Regions from separate parts of the Pan troglodytes genome. Here region 2 is linked to region 1. The links are chromatin contacts, called in public Hi-C maps. All regions are on one chromosome and are shown on one strand. The core of a region is the stretch at or near the end of the contact, and the rest is flanking DNA. Distances in the headings are between cores, read along the strand shown.

Region 1 (3,214 bases), core at 518-3,017:
GCTATTTTAATATTAACAGCTAATACAAAATTTACTACACGTCCTTTCCTATATATTTTAGATGACTTGACGACTGCATACCTAAATGCATCCTCATGATAATGCCTGTACAGCCTCATCTTTTCCTAACAACAGACTCAAGGTTTTTTTTTTTTTTTTTTGGACTATTAAGCTTGTTTCTAAATCCCTTCAAGTAATAACAGCAAATTTTAAAACTATATGAAATAAAAGTCTCGGTTCTCTTACAACTTACATCAGTGATTATTTTGATGTATTATTATGACACTTTCTCACAAGGCGCAACATTTTGAGGTAAGATGGCTTCAGACAAGATTTTATGTCTGAATCTTGAGGCTTTGAAAATGCTGAGCTTGTGAAGGCTCAAAATAATAGGCCACTATTTAATCTTTTCCCTTGTCCCACCCAAAGCTAGCACTTGGTAGGGCAAAAACAGACACTTTGTTAGGTGGAGCACGAAACACAGAAAGCATTCACAAGTCACTGGCAGAAAGGTCATTTTCTGTTTTAACATCTTTTTCTGATAACCCAGATCAGTTTTCATAAAACCCCTGAAGGTAGAAACCAGCTTACATTAAGCGACATCATTGTACTCCCTACTTGTGCATAATAATCAACTTTTTAAAAAATTTTAATCTTCAGCATTAAAAGTATCCTACCCACCAATTCAGGAACCTCGAACTCGGACTGGAGCCACTTTGCTCTCTGGGTGTAAAAACCTCAGACGATCACCTCTTTTTTTCTCTCCCTACTGTTCAAACACCTAAATTATGGTTTAGTGTGTTGCACATGTCCTCAAAAATACTTTCTAGTAGCTCACCTCCTCCACATCCTTTTTAACTAGAAAAGTGTCCAACTGGCAATCCTCAAATCATAAAGGCAGCAAAAACGCCCCTGAGCGCTGTCACAAATTTCTAACGAGTGGATTGACGCCAACCAGCAAGGGATCCAGCTCCGCCGCCAAGGCCAGCACCCCCGCGCGGGTCTGGCGCAGCTCGGGGCCGGGCCCAGCTCAGCCCTTCAGCCCCCGGCGCACCTCGCCGGCCTCGGCCTCCCCTCTCCACAGCGGTCCCGGGGACCGTCCGCCCCTCTAGGGGGTGTGGCCGGGGCGGCGGCGGTGAGCGGAAGGCGGCGGGAGGCTCGGCGGCGAGTGCGGGGCGGAGGCGGCACCATAACCCGAGAGTTGGGAGGGGAGGGCGAGGGGCGTGCGCGTGGAAAAAGCTGCCCCGAGGCTGCTTTCGGCGGCGGAGCCGGCGGGACGCGGCAGGTTGGCAGCGCCCGGGGCGCATCCGGGGGGCGAGAGTGGAGGCGCGGCTGAGCGTCCCGGGACAGTCGGGGTGGGCTGCGCTGCGCTGGGGGCGCCGCGGCGGGGGGCGCACTCACCTATGCACAGCTGGATGGCGTAGGCGTAGTAGGACCAGCCGAGCAGGAGAGTGATGAAGACCACCGGGATCCAGTACAGCACCCGCCGGCACCGCCGCCTGGCGCTGCTGCCCGGGCCCGAGGGCGCCATCTTCCAGCCGCATCCACCTGCCCAGCTCCGCCGCCGCCCGCGGGCCTGGCTCCGGGGCGGGCTGGGCGGGCCCGGCACCCCTGGCTGGACGGGCTCCTGGGCGGCGGCGGGGTGCGCTGCGGCCACTGCCGCCGCCGTGGCGCTAACTCCCCATCCCGCAGCCCCGAGCTGGCGCGGCGGACTCCCGGCTCCTCAGCCCGGCGGAGGCGGCGGCTGCGAGCGGAGGACGAGGAGGCGGAGGGGGGCGGTGAGGCGGCGGCGTCGGGAGGCTGCGCTCCGCCCCCGCCGTTCCCCGCCGCCCGGCTGCCTCCCCTGGCGTGGCCGGCTGCGCCCTCGGGCGGGCTCTGCGGGGATACGGAGCCCTGGCTCGGGCCACCTCGCGGGCTCCCACCGTGGCCCCGCCGCCTCCGGCTCGGCCTCTGGATTCCGGGGAGGCGGGGGCTGCTCGGCGCTGGCCCCCGGGCGGAGGGGGCGGTGGCGGCCCCTCCCTAGGCGCCCGGCACCCGGGGCAGTTGGGTTGCGAGCGCTTCCGCGCTTGGCGCAGGGCGGGGGTCGGAGGCGAGGCCGGCGGAGCAGCTGCTGCGCGCGGGACTCCGCGCCTGCTGCGACCCAGGCGCCCTGAGAAAGTCTGCAGCACGGAGGCCCGCGTCCCCGCAGCCCGCGTGGAACCCTCGCGCTTCAACTTGCGGGTCCCTGGGAGCCCGCGGGGGCCGCGAGGAGCCTCCCTTTACTACTCCGGCTTTGGGGGGAAGCAGAAATGCACAGCGAAGAGGGGGTGCCGAGCCGGCGTATGGCATGGGAGGGGCTGTGGAGAGCGAGGAAGAAGCATTTTTGGTTGTGAATCCAGGCACCTCTGGAGTTAGAAACACAAGTTCTTTGCTCTGAGAATGTTGATGCTTTGGATAAATGATTGAGTGATTGTGACAGGGGCCGTTCCCACTGTCCCCTCCCTCGAGTACGGTGGTTCCTTCCACCAACTATTTATTCTTTTCCTCAACCCGCTCCTCACTACGGTGTTTACTTTCGTGGTGGCAATTCCAAACTTAGCAGATAGCTGACTCCAAAGCGGTTCCCAAAAAACACCGTAAGGGAACCTAAAGGTAGTCAGCCCAAACCTCCGATTTTATGATTCACGAAATGGAAAATAAATGCTTCCTTTGCTTTTCCTTCATCTGATTATGAACGCACCTGATCCACAGGGAAACATTTCAATCAATGAGTGTGTGTAAATTATGTGCATCACTACTATACATAATAAGCACAATTTTTCTTAACATTAGTGAATATGTGTATTTACACCACACAGCAACCCCAGTGAATGAAATTACTTCTTATTCATGTGTAGAAGTAAAAAAAAAAATACTGATTTACATGAATTCAGTCAAAGAAATTTAGCTCTGGTGTCTGCGATTATCTTTCTGTGACTGGATTACACAACAAGCTAATCTCTCCCGAAATAGCTATATGTTACCGCCCCCCCCCCCACATCTCTTTCCATTTCTCTTCAAAAATGCATAGAAAATGTCAGTCAAGTTTCTGTGGGACTTTAAATAATTGAAAAGAGAGACATATTATGTCCCAGTGAATCACTTGATTTTGCTGTAGCCTTTTATATTCTCTGTGGATATTCTGTATATTAATGTAAAAATAAAACTTCTCTGGATTCCTTAATGTTTTCCATGG
Region 2 (3,214 bases), core at 512-3,011, 92 kb before region 1:
TAATATTTTTAAAAGGGCTAAGAGCCCGGCGAGGTGGCTTATTCCTGTAATCCCAGCACTTTGGGAGGCCGAAGCGGGTGGATAATCTAAGGTCAGGAGTTCGAGACCAGCCTGACCAATGTGGTGAAACCCCGTCTCTACTAAAAATACAAAATATTAGCCGCGCATGGTGGCGCGCACCTGTAATCCCAGCTACTCGGAGGGGTGTGGGGAGCTGAGGGAGGATGATTGCTTGAATCCGGGAGACGGAGGTTGCAGTGAACCGAGATCGCGCCACTGCGCTCCAGCCTGGGCAACAGGAGAGCCGTCCCCCCGGCAAAAAAAAAAAAAAAAAAAGGGTTAGGGACTTAACAATGTTGTCATCTTTATTTAAAATAGTGTGAAACTGTTAAGTAAATATACTTGCAAAATGCATATAATATAAAGAAGCAGTTCTAATTTTTGAAAACCATTAGAGACCATAGACATTTGCAATGTAAAAGGCTGCAGCAAACCAATTTACAGTAAAAGTTGAAATAATATGAATTGTAAAAATATTTCTAAACTGACCATGATAAAATGAAAAACTCACAGGAAGACAACAGAACAATCAAGATGAACATAAAGTAATTCTTGAGCGTGGGGACAAGACTATGAAAGAAGTGAGAAATGTACATGCACTGGTCGCTGTGAGATGGGGAGAGACTTCTCCAACAGGGTAAATCTTAGAGTCTCAAGAAGACTGACTACGTGATAAGTGACTCTCAGACGAGAAGCATTCACTGATGAAAACTCTGGCTTCCCTTTCCTTTGATGTTGCAACAGTTCTATTTTCCCTTCTTTGTGAAACCTGGAGATTACTCTTCACAATTGTATTTTAACAATTCTGCTGACGCGGCAATCAGGTGGGCAAAGGGAAAGATCAGTGGCGAAGCCTGGGCAGCAAGGGATACTGGAAATAGACTATGAGAGAGATTGAGAGATTACAGTCAGCAGCTATGTGTCAGGAGGGATGAGGAAATCCGAGTTAGAAGCGCTGAGCAGTGGTGCGGCAGGAGGCAGGGAGGGTCCGGAGGAAAACAGTAAAAGGGGGCAGGAGTGGCAGAGCAAGCGTGTGACCCACAACCAAGGGAGGTAAACCACATGAGGAGCTGGTGGGGAGCAGACTGAGGCGCTGCGAGGGTGGTTAGGACAAGCCCGCCCTCCCACCCTACTTTTTCCTCCGGTGGAGAGGCAGAGACCAGTCACCTGGAGTGTGAGTTCCGGAGGGACTCGATCAGGCGCTGCTTCTGCTGCTGGAGGCTGGTGAGGCCACCGGGGGACCCAGCCGCGGAGGAGGAGGCGCTCTTGGTCAGGGGAAAGAGCCAGCTCATCCTCCTCGGGTCCACGGGCCGGAGGCCCTGGAAGGCTCTGGCCTGCTTCTCCCAGTGGCTCGGCCCGGCGGTTCTCCAGCGACAGATGAGCGGGGTGGGACGTCCGTGGCCCAAGCGCTGGGGACCGCGTCTTCTCTAAGTCTGTCCTGCCTGCGCTCCCCGGGTTCTGGGGGACATGCTACGAACGGCGGGCGGCTGGAGAGGGAAACTTGCGGCCCGGAACAGCCGGTCCCACTTTAACGGCCCAGACGCCCAAACCGGCCAGCCAGGGAGCCTGGCCGCCCAGCGCTCCACCACCCGCGCCGCCGTCACTTGCGTGCCCCGCCCCCTCTGCGTGACGCGTCATCATCTAGCGCCCCCGTCAGGACGTGCGAAAAGCGACGGCGCAGCACGGTGCGGCGCAGCTTCTGCTCGCCTTTCCCTTCGCTGGGCGAGAGGTGTCTATGGGGCACCCGCTGCCGCCGCCGCTACCGCCACCGCCACCGCCGCCGGGTGCTGTCTCTATGGCGAGGAGGAGGAGGAGGAGCGCGAGCTCAGCGACACAAGTAGATCTTGCATCCGCTGCAGCCTTACGGGGGGAGGGGCGGGTTAGGGAAGTAGAAAGGGGGCGGGGACGATGAACCTGAGAGGGTGCGCGATGGCGCCAGCTGGAGTGCGGCTGGCGGAGGAAGGAGCCTGGCGGCGGGTTGGGGGCTGGGTAACTGGGGCTGGGGGTTTGTCAAGGGGTTGGCGCGTAGTGATGACGCAAAGGCTTTGTACCTGGGGCTTCGCTGTGGGACGGAAATTGGGAGTGGAGGGCGGTGGCCTAGATCCTCACCTCTTCGTATTGTTTCACGCAGCAGTGCTTGGGAGTCAGTGTAGCTCCAGTCAGTGGTATCAGCACCTTCGCACTGGCGCTTTGCCAGGGAAGAGAGTTACCTATGGCTTGAATACCTCGGTGCCGTCCTCTCGTTTCTCTGGGAAACTGCAGTACGGAGATGCTATCTCCAGTAATGAGAAGGCCTTTGGTGTCTCTTCGGGGCTTCTGGGACTGCAGTAGAGAGAGAGGTGGAGGAAAACAATGTTAGACTACAGGGTCTTTCCAAGTCTTTGTGTTTTTGTGCTTATGTGTGTGTGTGTGCGTATCGGGGTGGGAGAGTTATAAAGGAGGGGTGTCCTGTGGATCTCCTTTAGTTTCTCTACTTGGAGAATTGGAAGTTACATTTGTGACTCTTCAGAGTTTAGAAGACAGTCATAAGACCCTCTTTTTACTCTTGTTTTTTTTTTTTTTCCAATTTGTATGAAAAATGCAGAAGGATTTGAAATTTCCCTGCCCAAGAATCAACAGGAACTCTGTTTATAGACCAGAAATGTGAGATCTATCTTTGGTAACCACGCAATATGCTCTAAGTTTTAGACGTTCTATTGTGTTCTTTTTCCCTTTTGTAACTGCGAACATTCAGATAATTTTCATGGCTGTTACTTTTTTCTCAGAGCATTTACAAACATTTTTGACCCCTCTAGTCTAGTTAGAATAAACGCCAGTAAAGTAGATCTTGTTATCAAGTCGGATTTTGGTTGTTTTATTAATGAGGAATAAAAATAAACACCATCTTTGCCATGGTAACATCTGATCTTGTCACATGTAAATAAGTAATTTTTCATTTTTTGTCTGGAAATGGATGGCTTTATAAAGTTTTATGCAGAGTAGTTGAACTCAGATAAATAGTGGAAAGTTATAAAATATGATTAGTATGTATGTGTAAAAAAGCTATTTTAAAATAACTGAAATTAGGACCAGGAAATCTGTACTGTAGTCCTTTTTTTCCTATAGACTAGCTGTGTGACCTTAAGTTACTCTCTAAATTTTGATTTTTTTTTTT

Evidence for each region. Hi-C and Micro-C count contacts between places; a contact is called where the count stands out from the background.
Region 2: a Hi-C map of stem cell-derived neural progenitor cells shows a contact between it and region 1, with 3 times the contacts expected there. The contact joins the promoter of CNOT7 here to the promoter of ZDHHC2 in region 1. A contact is called at or near these places in 1 of 7 Hi-C or Micro-C datasets (stem cell-derived neural progenitor cells) and 1 of 1 datasets of contacts at active chromatin or transcription factors (stem cell-derived excitatory neurons).

What each region holds. Positions count from the first base shown.
Region 1 is chr7:25,442,408-25,445,621 of NHGRI_mPanTro3-v2.0_pri, reverse strand. ZDHHC2 (zinc finger DHHC-type palmitoyltransferase 2) reads right to left here and starts at 1,767. Exons shown (of 13, transcript XM_519614.9): 1 at 1,402-1,767. The coding sequence starts at 1,531.
Region 2 is chr7:25,534,588-25,537,801 of NHGRI_mPanTro3-v2.0_pri, reverse strand. It overlaps CNOT7 (CCR4-NOT transcription complex subunit 7), which reads left to right and starts at 1,761. Exons shown (of 7, transcript XM_016959131.4): 1 at 1,761-1,897. It overlaps VPS37A (VPS37A subunit of ESCRT-I), which reads right to left and starts at 1,769. Exons shown (of 14, transcript XR_010159220.1): 1 at 1,228-1,769.